4 separate regions of the Mus musculus genome follow, and all the other regions are linked to region 1. Evidence: chromatin contacts called from public Hi-C data. All regions are on one chromosome and are shown on one strand. The core of a region is the stretch at or near the end of the contact, and the rest is flanking DNA. Distances in the headings are between cores, read along the strand shown. Region 1 overlaps Sulf2 (sulfatase 2). Region 2 overlaps 5031425F14Rik (RIKEN cDNA 5031425F14 gene). Region 3 has its middle 16 kb from the start of Gm30796. Region 4 has its middle 12 kb from the start of Gm30908.

Evidence for each region. A called contact is a pair of places that touch in the nucleus more often than the background predicts.
Region 2: a Hi-C map of bone marrow-derived macrophages shows a contact between it and region 1, with 30 read pairs. The contact joins two enhancer-like sites. A contact is called at or near these places in 2 of 484 Hi-C or Micro-C datasets (3T3-L1-derived adipocytes and bone marrow-derived macrophages) and 3 of 115 datasets of contacts at active chromatin or transcription factors (embryonic fibroblasts, fibro-adipogenic progenitors and large pre-B cells).
Region 3: a contact with region 1 is called in a Hi-C map of bone marrow-derived macrophages, with 25 read pairs. The contact joins two enhancer-like sites. A contact is called at or near these places in 2 of 484 Hi-C or Micro-C datasets (bone marrow-derived macrophages and nephron progenitors), 5 of 115 datasets of contacts at active chromatin or transcription factors (cardiomyocytes, embryonic basal ganglia, embryonic stem cells and 1 more) and 1 of 9 other capture datasets (embryonic stem cells).
Region 4: a Hi-C map of bone marrow-derived macrophages shows a contact between it and region 1, with 22 read pairs. The contact joins two enhancer-like sites. A contact is called at or near these places in 1 of 15 datasets of contacts at CTCF or cohesin (CD8 T cells), 2 of 484 Hi-C or Micro-C datasets (bone marrow-derived macrophages and uterus), 3 of 115 datasets of contacts at active chromatin or transcription factors (embryonic stem cells, fibro-adipogenic progenitors and large pre-B cells) and 1 of 9 other capture datasets (embryonic stem cells).

The regions. Positions count from the first base shown.
Region 1 is chr2:166,125,869-166,128,568 of GRCm38.p6, forward strand. All of the region lies in intron 2 of Sulf2 (sulfatase 2), which reads right to left. Among named protein-coding and RNA genes, the nearest start is that of Gm52534, 7.0 kb to the left of the region's middle. Within about 2 kb of position 1,428, at least 15 of the 459 cell types and tissues checked have an H3K27ac peak or open chromatin away from gene starts, as enhancers often do. A contact at or near this core is called in bone marrow-derived macrophages, where this site is marked.
Region 2 is chr2:166,457,802-166,460,501 of GRCm38.p6, forward strand. 5031425F14Rik (RIKEN cDNA 5031425F14 gene) reads left to right here. Exons shown (of 3, transcript NR_015558.3): 3 at 620-969. Among named protein-coding and RNA genes, the nearest start is that of 5031425F14Rik, 12 kb to the left of the region's middle. Within about 2 kb of position 1,355, at least 57 of the 459 cell types and tissues checked have an H3K27ac peak or open chromatin away from gene starts, as enhancers often do. A contact at or near this core is called in bone marrow-derived macrophages, where this site is marked.
Region 3 is chr2:166,419,152-166,421,851 of GRCm38.p6, forward strand. No RefSeq gene overlaps it. Among named protein-coding and RNA genes, the nearest start is that of Gm30796, 16 kb to the left of the region's middle. Within about 2 kb of position 1,355, at least 32 of the 459 cell types and tissues checked have an H3K27ac peak or open chromatin away from gene starts, as enhancers often do. A contact at or near this core is called in bone marrow-derived macrophages, where this site is marked.
Region 4 is chr2:166,481,725-166,484,424 of GRCm38.p6, forward strand. No RefSeq gene overlaps it. Among named protein-coding and RNA genes, the nearest start is that of Gm30908, 12 kb to the left of the region's middle. Within about 2 kb of position 1,442, at least 56 of the 459 cell types and tissues checked have an H3K27ac peak or open chromatin away from gene starts, as enhancers often do. A contact at or near this core is called in bone marrow-derived macrophages, where this site is marked.

The DNA.
Region 1 (2,700 bases), core at 178-2,677:
CAGAAGATCAGAGAAGGAAATTGAGGCTTGTATCTGAATTCCCCCTCCTTCCTCTCTGTGTGTGGGCAGAGGGTATGACAGTGTCGGGTGGCTCTGCATCCGGGTTCCAGTAACTAACCTGAGGGCACAGCAGCCTCCCTGTATGCTTTCTTCAAGCCCGTTCACCCCTAGCAAAGACGCTAAACCCTCTGTGACTTGGCCAAACCCAAGATCACGTGACTATGTAAGAATGCCCACATCCCACGTGACTGCTGGGGCGTGGTCCTCAGGGGCTGCTCTTCATTTACTGTTTTATCCCTTTTTTGCCCTTTGACCTTTGCTTCCTGTTGCCAAGTACGTGGCAGTTCTGAAGCACAAGGTGGCCTCGAGGACAGATGTGACACAGAAGGGATGACAGAGTAGAAAGCTAGAGACATCTTGACACTACCACTCCAATTCTGGACCACCGGCCCCAGACATTTTTATGTGTCGAAGAAGCAATGCTAGGTTTCATTTTCCCAAGCAGCCAAGCCTAATTCTGACACACTTTCTAGAATTCAGACGAACCTGCCCCTCAACACCCTTGTCGACGAATAAAACTAGAAAACCCTCGCAGGAATGCACTTGGCAGTTTGAACCCAGGATGGGCCACTCCTGAGATAACCTGCATCCACACGCCTTCATTTCGCTGGTGAGTGGCAGCTGGAATGTTCAGAATGGATGTCGGTGGATGAAGCTGCCCTGAACTGCTGCCTGGAATCTGGGTGCATCTCCCTAGCTGCCTGCCATCTGGCCCCCGTGAGAGCCGAGGGTTTCCAACCCATCCCTTGGTTACCGGTCAGCAGGGGAGTGTAGTCTCCTCATCTGCCAGATGGAACGTGGAAAATGGGGCTGCCGGGTTCTCCTTTCCCGGGTCTGCTTTGCGCAGGATGTGGACGTCAGAGCTGGGGTCCTGAAGGCCTCAGTGTCCAGTAAGTGTACCCAGTAAGGTGCACAAAGCCTAGGAGCTGTACCTTGTCCCACTGTCCCCACTACATGCCTGAACCTCAGAAATCAAGGCTCACCCTCAGCTTCAGACTCCACCATGGCTGTCTGTGGAGTGGCTCCTCCCTTGGGGGCACTGAGCAACCCCATCACCTTTCCCCCACAGCTTTGCAGTCCCTGGAGATGTTCTCCACAGGTCTTACTTGTGACCTATCTGCCCATCTTTCCAGCTTTGCCTCTGAGCCTGCACCACTGCAATAGAGCACTGGCTGGGCTCCTCTTGTGCCTGGACAGCTGTAGACTCCGCACCTGCCTCACTGTACAGTCAGCCTCTTCTCCACCTAGTGAAATGGAAGTCAGACTGTTTCCCTTCTCTGACCCATGTATGCCTGACATCCACCCTCCCCAGAAAGTCAAGTCCTCTCCCTGGTTCAGCCTCAAGCCCTCACATGATGAACATCACCATCAGCACGCCTCAGACTTCCCATTTTCTGTGCCCTGGGTCACAGTGCTGCCACTCTGTCAGCCTGCATGCCTCTGGCCCTTTGCACCAACTATTACTGCTGCTTGAATGTGCTTCCTAGAATTCCTGTTAATAAGTTCCCTGGCCTTTCTTGATCCTGTGTCCCCTTTATCAATGAGATCATTATGGATAAAGTTTCACACGACCTCCCCACCCCCACAACTCCCTTCCCTCTTTGCTTGACTTCTGATCCTTTCTCACCACCTTCCCTGTCATATGCAGTTTTTTTTTTCCTCTCCTCCTCCTCCTTCTTCTTGTTTTGATTTTCCGAGACAGGGTTTCTCTGTGTAGCTCAGGCGGTCCTAGAAGTGACTCTGTAGCCCAGGCTATCTCGGAACGCAGAGATCTTCCTGCCTCCGTCTGCAAGTGCTGGGATTACAGGTGTGGACCGCCACTGCCCAGCTTTTAGTTTGTGTGTTTTGTCTTGGTTATTGACACACAGCTGTGCTAGACGCCCAGCGCTGCAGTAAAGATTCTGTTACTTTGTTGCTCTTTGCACATCAGTCAAGATTCTGTCTAGTTTGTTACTTTGTTGCTAGTTACCCTTCTCTAAGAACAAGTGCTCAGTGAATGAGGATGACGGAGCAAGTGAGGGTCGCATGGTTCATCATCCTGCAGCAGATGTGTGGGGAAACGCTGAACACCCCCTAACTTAACAGTCCCGGCTGCTTGTGTCCTCCAGAGCCAATGTCCAGTTTCCCTTGAGGGAAACCTGCCCAGCTCACCTCAATCCCAGGCTAGAGATTTCTGGGCTGTCTAATGGCCCTGCTGGCTGCACTGGCCTTTATACAGAAGTGCTTAGCAAGCTGTCTGAAGGCAGAGCCAGCTTGGAAGAAGGTAGAGATGAGGTCACACAGAGACCGGTGACATCTGGAGGAGGCCTTGGGACAGAGGGAGGGAGACAGAGACAGCGGGGTAGGCAGGGAGGATGCACGGGCCGGGCCAATGTCTCTCGGGCTGGGCCCCGGCCTGAAGCGAGGATGGAGAGACAGAGAGACAGACCCGGGGACGGCGAGACACACGGAAGCTGGGATGGTGCCTCTTGGTCGGATGCGGACTCGGGCTTGGTCCCCGGTGAGCAGAAGGATCTAAACGCACCTGAAACTCCAAGTACGCTTGAACTTCTCATTTCAATCCCCAGTAAGTTGCTGGTTCCAGTTCATCCAGCATTGCTTGGGCTGAGTTACAAGAAGTCACTTGTAACCAGGAGAGGC
Region 2 (2,700 bases), core at 105-2,604, 330 kb after region 1:
CTTTTAGTGCCACTGTAACTGTGAAGCAGAAGGAAAGTCGCTGCTTTTATGAAGTATGTAAACAATAAGACCGCGCACGGAGAGTGTGTTTGTGGACTCTAAATCTCGCCAGCTGGAAACAACACTGAAGGAATGTTCTCAAGGGTCTCCGAAACCTTGAAGTGTCTCGTTTCGCCTGACTCGAGATGAGGGACCCCATGGGATTAAAGCCAGTCTTTAAGGAGGGGGCGGGGGAAGCTGGACTATACTTAACTTTGTGTCTCATAGTAAGAGAGAAGAGATGTTTCGGAGGGTTATTGGCATGTTTACTTGCTTGCTTGTTTGTTAAGATCACAGCTGACCATGGCAGTGCACATCTGTCTGTCTGCCCAGTCCCGGAGAGCCTGAAGCAGGAGGATCGGGAGATCAAGGCCAGACTGGGTTACAAATGGAGTCTTTGTCTCAAAAAAAAGCCAAACAACAGAGTCTAGACAAAACAATATCCACACTGAAGATACAAACAATGAAGATTTTTGTTCTATGTGTCTTTTGCCAAATATTAATAACTAACACATAATATGTATCACATGCATGTTATATTAATAACCCTATGCATAATATTTACTTTTTTGTCTTCTAGGACAAGATGGATGAGGATGAGACTAATAGCTTCCAGGTGTGGCCTGGCTTCTGGGGTCTCCATGTTCATATTGGGGCATTAATAAGCTTCTGCATCGAGAGTGGTCTAGCTCAGCATAGTCCAGACTGTAGTCCACAGATGTGAGAGGCACCGAGACAAGAGGCCTTCAGCTCCAGTTATAAGACTGTGCTTTGTTACGAGCAGAGCAGACGCTGTCTGTGGGGACCCTAGTTCTGGACTCTCATCAGGACGTTGGCATCAGTGAACGCATCTCAGACCTTTACTGAGGTAGTCACCGTTTTAATCTGTCGGTCGTGATTACAGTTGACAGACTCAAAATAAAAATTAAGAAAGTATGATAGGAAGAGCTCATAGCTTGTGCCCTTAAAGGGATCGACTTCAGACATGGCTGGATCCAGGCACTCGAATGGCAGGATCAGGGAAACAACCCCTCCATCTCTCCCTCCCACCATTTTGGTTGTCAGTGGTTTCTCCCCTCTCAGGGTAGTTCTGTTCTTGTACTTGTTTCCATTTTCAGGAGCCCTAGGAGAAAGGCATTTTTTTTTATCCCAAAATTTAAACCTAAGTACAAAATATGAGTCTTACATATCTGTCTCTAACCCAGTCTCTGAAGCCAAGGGCCCGGCATCCACCGATGGCTCAACGCCTCTACTGTTGTAGACAGAAACCCCAAATTCAAACTTTTGCAACACACAGTCTAGAAAGAGGAAGGAGGGGAGTCAGCTAGTCGGGTTCCGTGAGCTTCTTGAGACAAGCTGGAAGGTGACATGGGCCACACAGAATTAAGGGAAGACGACACATGCCCCTTTCGTGGGAGCCTGTCTAAAGCCATTCACTAACAGCACAGTCCGTGGTGGTCGGCTCAAAGTAGCTCCTGATGGCCCCTCTCTCTGCTCCCTTTCATGCTGGTTTTGTTTCAGTCCATGATCCTGGCAGGGAAAGCACGGTGGAACCTGCCTGTGGTGAGACCCAGCCTCCAGGCTCCTCACACACAGCTGGTTAGGATGTGGATGAGTGCTGGCCGAGCCTGCTTCTGCCGTGTGATTGGAAAAGAAAAGGGGACTCACACAGGGCAAGTTCTGAGACACATACACACACACACACACACACACACACACACACACACGTACACACACACGTACACACATATACACTCGTATGCATGCACACACATACACACACATACACTTTCACACACACATGCACACTTGTGCACACACAGGCATGCATGCATGCACACACATACACACACATGTGCACATACACACACAAATACATTCGCATGCACATGTACACACACATACACTTGCACATGCATGCACACACATACACACACACACACACACACACACACACACACACACACACACATAAACACGCAGGCATGCTCTTGCTCTTCCCAGGGCTGCTTCCTCTCCCATCATAGATTGCTCCCTGCCCTTAGGGGCTGCAGCCTCCTCTGCTTCCTGCACCATTTGGAAGAGCTTTTTAATTACTTTTAATTCTCTCTCAATTTTCTGATCCATCGGCGTGCATGAAAGAGAGATGAAAATGGCTCCCTCTTTTTATTTGGCTTGGTCATCCTCTCGTTCTCAGGCGCCGGCTCTGGTTTCACTCAAACCCTCCTGCATCTGAGGCTGCAGGAACAGGAAGTCCCCCGGGAGGCTGGACTGGCTGTCTGGGTTGTGAGTCAGTCTATCCTTACCCACCTCAACCATGGGACATTCGCACTGGAGGTCAAACGGCAGGCTGGTTTATTTCAAAGTATTGGCAGGTGACAGGGGTCATTCTGAGGCCCTGGTTTTTCTCTCTCTTCTGAAAGCTTCACTCAGCAATGTTTTTACCCTCAGGGACGTTGAGCACACTTGAAATCTCCACTGACTTAGAAATGACTTTAAAAAACACCCTCTGGTGGATTTAGCATGTCTTATTCTGGAAAAACAATTTTTAACTTGAAAGCTATTCTTCATAAGTTAATGATGCTGCTATCACCAGCCCACCCCACCCCTATTACAAAGACCCCAAGTGGACCGCTAAGGCACAGACATAAGGTCGCCATG
Region 3 (2,700 bases), core at 105-2,604, 290 kb after region 1:
CTAGTGAATCAACTTGCCCCAGAGACCCCTCATCGCAGATCCTGATGGCTTCTAAGTAGAATTCAGTGACTCACAGGTCAGTGTGTGGAAAGGGTGGGGTGGAGCACAGCAACACCCCCCCCCAATCTCCTCTCTGCTTCAGTGTCTGTCCAGCTCTTGCCGCCCCCAGGAGACATTTCCATCCTTCTTGGGGAATTTTCCTCCTGCTCAAAATTAGACATGCTCTGATTGCCAGCAGATTCACTGACGGGAGCCTCGGGTCCTAGAGAATGTAAGGCCACGTCTGTCACTCCATGGGGAACTGTCCTACTCAGTACCAATGAGCTATGACCCCTAGAAACTCAATTAAAGCACAGGGCACTTAAAGAGTGATATTTGAATTAGATCCGATTTTGCCCCCCGGGGGTCCAGGTTGGAGACACGAATGAGCTACTGGGTTTTGTAATGATCTCAGATGTTCAGTTCACAGAATAAAACAAATTCCCACGTGGGGTCCAAGTGCTGTCACTCACTATCGGGAATGTCATGAGATTGTTTGGCCCTGTCGCGTGCTCAGAAAACAGCTGACATTTAACAAAGGTGAGTTAGTTGTCAGAGAGAGCAATAATGAACAATATTGAAGTAGGTCACTTTCATTCTCCCAGCTAGTTGTGTGCCCTGCTTTAGAGCGAAATTCCTTCCCAGTGTTCGTCCACGGCTTCCTTCCAAGTAAAACTCATTAGAGAGATTTCTTTGGGGGATTTTTTTTTTCTTTTCCTTTCTCTGCTTCTTTTCTTGACTCTGGTTAAATAAATTATTGATTTGTTTTCAAGATAATTTAAGGGGTGATACAGTTGTGATTTAATAACTGTGGCCAAAATGCATTCAAAGGAAACACACTTAAGGGGTTCAATTAGGGAATCTGATTTTGTTTTTGTTTTTTTTTAAATAATCAAACCAACCAAGCAATGAGCCACCATCATGGGGACTCCTGGGTGGGCTGGATGGGCACAGAGCATCGTGTGAGCTTTAATACTGCAGGACAAATGAACTAAAGGAAAACAGACATCAGAGGCTGGGGAGGTCCTGGCAGACAAGTGTCATCCCAGGGGAATTATGGGCCTGCAGGGACCATGGACATCAGGCCCAGGTCACAGTTGTTCATAAGTTTAGACATCCAACTTCAAAGACACCAAATCAAAAGAACTGGGCACACCCAGTTTTGAAGACCAAAGCTTCCTTGTTCAGATGCTATGGCCTCTTGTCTGTCCCAGAACAGCTGCTTAGATTGGCTTCACCACGGGGCCTGTGCTCTGGAACCACGGCAACCACCCCAGGTCCCTTTGCAAAGAGCAGCTTCCTCATCCTGAGCCGGTCATATCCCCAGCCTCGTGGGGCCTGAGAGGAACAAGTCTGAGTCACACGCTCACCCCTGGAAACTGTGGAAACCAGTCAATGCCTGGCTCCCGGAGGCAGCTCCCAGCACTGAAGTGTCTAAGGAGCACTAAGAAGATTCCGAGACAACGCTTGTGAGAAAGCACATCATTGGGGGGGGGGGGGAGTGTCATCTGTTTGCTGACCCCACAGGCAGCAGGACCAGCCAGGCTCCTCATCCTCCTGCATCTGCTTGTCCTTTCCCACATGCTGGGCTGTAGCCCTTCAACCTCTAAGCCCAAATGAACCTTAATGACGTTGACACCTGACAAGAAGGTATTGAGTGGACTAATGAAATCAAGACAATCTCACACACACACACACACACACACGCCACAAGCCATCATAACCTAGACAATCCTTCACGGAGACATCTCCCAGTTGACTCTAGTTTGTATAAAGTGGGCAATTAAAACTAAGCATCCATCGGACCTCAAAGAAGGGGATCGGGAGTGATTGAGGATAGAGTGAGCTCCTGATGTCCTTGGGCCTCCACACAATGTGCACAGATGTGTGTGCATACATGTGCATACACTTCATGCACGCACATAACAGACATGCTTGGTGGTTTGAATGTTTGCCCATTAGGAGGTGTGGCCTTATTGGAAGAGGTATGGCCTGTTGGAGCAAGTGTGTCACTTCATAGGTGGGCCTCGAGGCCACCTATGCTCAGGCTCCACCCAGTATAGAAGAGAACCTCCTCCTGGCTACCTACAAAAGAGCACCTCCTCCTGGTTGCTTTCAGATAAAGATGTAGAACTCTCCACTCCTTCAGCACCATGAGCACCTGCACGCTGCTATGCTGCCTGCCATGATGATAATAGACTGAACATCTGACAGTGAGAGCCAGCCCCAATGAAATGTTTGCCTTTATAAGAGTTGCCTTGGTCATGGTGTCTTTTCACATCAGTGAAGCCCTAACTAAGACACATGCTCGAAGAGTCACCGTTTAGGGTTGACTGTGTGCCAGTCTAAGCTCTTTGTACTTTAAATACCATTTACGTCTCTACAATCTGAAATTAGCATTCTGTTCGGTGACTTTCTCAGGATCGTCTAGCTGGGATGTGGAGTCAGGTACATGGTGGCACTGGCCTTTCTAAAGATGAGGGTGACCTTAACCGAGGCTATCCCCTGCAAAGGGGAGGTCACTAAACCCTGCAGCCACGCATCCTGCCTGACCATCCTAGATAATGCATTCTGGGTGGTGGAAGATTTGCCATCCCAGGCGCATTCGTAGAATGCTTGTCCTAGGTTCATTCCCCAGCAGTAAGTACATTTTTTTAAAAA
Region 4 (2,700 bases), core at 192-2,691, 360 kb after region 1:
GGGGTGGAAGATATAATTCAGAAGTCAAGTGGAATCAGGGAAGACTGGAGTTTTCAAGCAAGGACAGACAAAAGAACTCAGGTCCTGTGGGTAAAGGAGACACAGAGGCCAAGTCTACAACCATAAGCTGTGTCCCACGCCCCTTTGCCCCTTCTACCCATACCTAAAGCTGCAGTTCTGAGACACTGGGGAACAGGCCCTGCCTGTGGCCCCACCCTCCCGGAATGTCGACCCTAAACCGCCCCCACAGAGTCACTAACAGAGTCACACTCCCAAAGGTAGGAAGAGTACAGACGGGGGAACAGACTCATGTTGAAGGACACAATGTGGAACTCAGACCATCACTTCCCTTCCTACTGACCAGAACGCAGCCTTGTGAACACTTCAAGCCATGGCGCATGTGAGAACATCTTTACACTGAGAAATAGGAGGTTGTATTAATATAACAGCAGACAAGGGACACCAAGGGGCATCTAGAAAGTTCTACCCAGAAACGTTTAGCAGGATAAGCATTACTGGGCTACCCAGGCCTTGCCAAGTGCAAGAGGACGTTTTAAAAAGTCATCTCTTGGAGGGCCCAGTGTTCCAGGACTGACCCCAGAGTGTTCAGTAGAAGCCTGCCCTTTAAGGCCAGCATCACTCCCGTTTCACAGATAGAGGGGTGCCTGCCTCTCCCAGTGCCAGCAGACAGCCATGCCAAGGCTTCCTGCTCAGACCCTCTACTGGTTCTGATGTGGAGCCTCCCTTTCTTCGACTATTTGGTTGTTTTCTTCTCCACGTATAAGAAGAAAAGTGAAAAGACACCGATGATGCATAATTTGAACCCTGGGGTCTGTGCCTACTGTCTTCAGTCTCCATGTGGCTTCAGAATACCTTATTTAGTGGATCTTCTTCTGGAAAGGGCTATGTCTGTGGCTTACAAGAACTAAAGGCGTCCTATCTGATCAATTCCTTATTTGCTGTGGTGTGTGTGTGTGTGTGTGTGTGTGTGTGTGTGTGTGTGTGTGTGTGTTGCTTGCCTGTCTGCCTGCCTGCCTGCCTGTCTGTCTGTCTGTCTGTCTGTCTGTCCTGCCTCCATGTCCCATTTCCTGGGCTACCTTGACTTTGCATCCTCCCTGTGATGTCAGAGGAGCCATGAATCACAGTGACAGCTCTCCCAGTATCCAAGAGACCTCTCCTGGCTGCTAAGTCACCGTCCCCCATCCCCCACCGTCCCCTGTGAGAACCAGTCAGTGTGTTGAGCATCAGCTGAGGCTTCCAGATTCCATGGGGAATGACCCCCATTGTGTGTGCTGAGGACCAGGCAGCCTCTGGCTAACTTCTTGCTTCTCGGTGTCCTGGGAACCGGTGCTGTTTGCTCCTGTCTGGAGCCTCTGTGGCTGAGCCGAGCACAGGCTGCCCTGGCCAGTGTTTCCATAGCTGCCTCCAGGCTCCAGACCCCAGGCTGCTGCAGACTGTGAAGGAGGCCTCTCCTCTGCCCTCTGTGCTCTGTGCCATCTGCATGACTAAGCTTCCTGCCTTGCTCCTTCGAGTTGATGTCTCTCTATCTCCTATGGAGGGACAAATTATTTGCTCACTGACAGTGGCCTAAATTTGGCAGCAGCCTCAGCAGCATCTGTAACAAACCGGAGCCAGGTTGCCACACTTGATGGGGACAATTCCAGGCATGTCTCGACAGCCCGAGGATGTAAGGATAAAAATTACACCAGCCTCCAGCCGTGGCCGTAAGAGGAGTCTTGGCAGAGGAGGACGTGCAACTAAGAAGAAAAGTAAGGCGCTCTTGCCATGAAAACCTGGCTTGATTTAGCAAGCGCTCAAAAGCTCCTTCAAATGAGGTCACAGGCTCCCTGGGGAAAGAGCTACATCTAAGGAAGAGCAGCTCTCCCCCCTAACAGTCCTGAAGCTACATTGTAGATACAATTTCAAAATTCATTTCCACTGTAGTCCAAACTTAAAATGAAAGTCACAGATAGTATAATCTATATAGTTTTTTAAGATTTGCTTTATTATTTTATGTGCGTGTGTCTGCCAGTAGGGGGCATCAGATCTTTTGGTGATGCAGTTACAGACCTCTGTGAACCACCCAACACTGGCACTGGGAACCAGATTCCAGCCCCCACCCCTGATAGAGCAGCTAAGCGTACTGAAACTCTGAGTCATCGCTCTGGTCCCACACATGATCCTTTTGGTTCTGTTTTTTAAATTTGATGTCCAGGCTATAACATAAGAAGAAATATAAGGGAAAATAGAATAGTCGAGGTAATTTCAATGTGACAATGTCTCTCTTCCCACATGCAAATGCCCAGGCACAAGTGCCCATGAAGAACAGGTCAGCTTCCTGACCAAGACCAGTGACTAGTGTGTTGAGTTGGTCTCTCAAATGCCAAGTGTCATGGCTGCTGTTAGCATTCCTTCTAAGCTCCGCCCAACAATTACCTAGCAACAGCCAGTAGGCCTGGCTTCCTATAAAAGGGACAGATGGGCCTCTCTGACTCTGAACCCTGATTCCCTTTGCCCTCCTTAACACCTTTCTCTCCCCGACCCTCACATGTTCTTGGCCTGGCCAGCCTCTTCTCCTCTTCTCTCTCTCTCTCTCTCTCTCTCTCTCTCTCTCTCTCTCTCTCTCTCTCTCTCTCTCCATCCCCTCAACTCTCCTTCCCATGCCTCCAAATGAACTCTATTCTGTACTAGACCTATCAT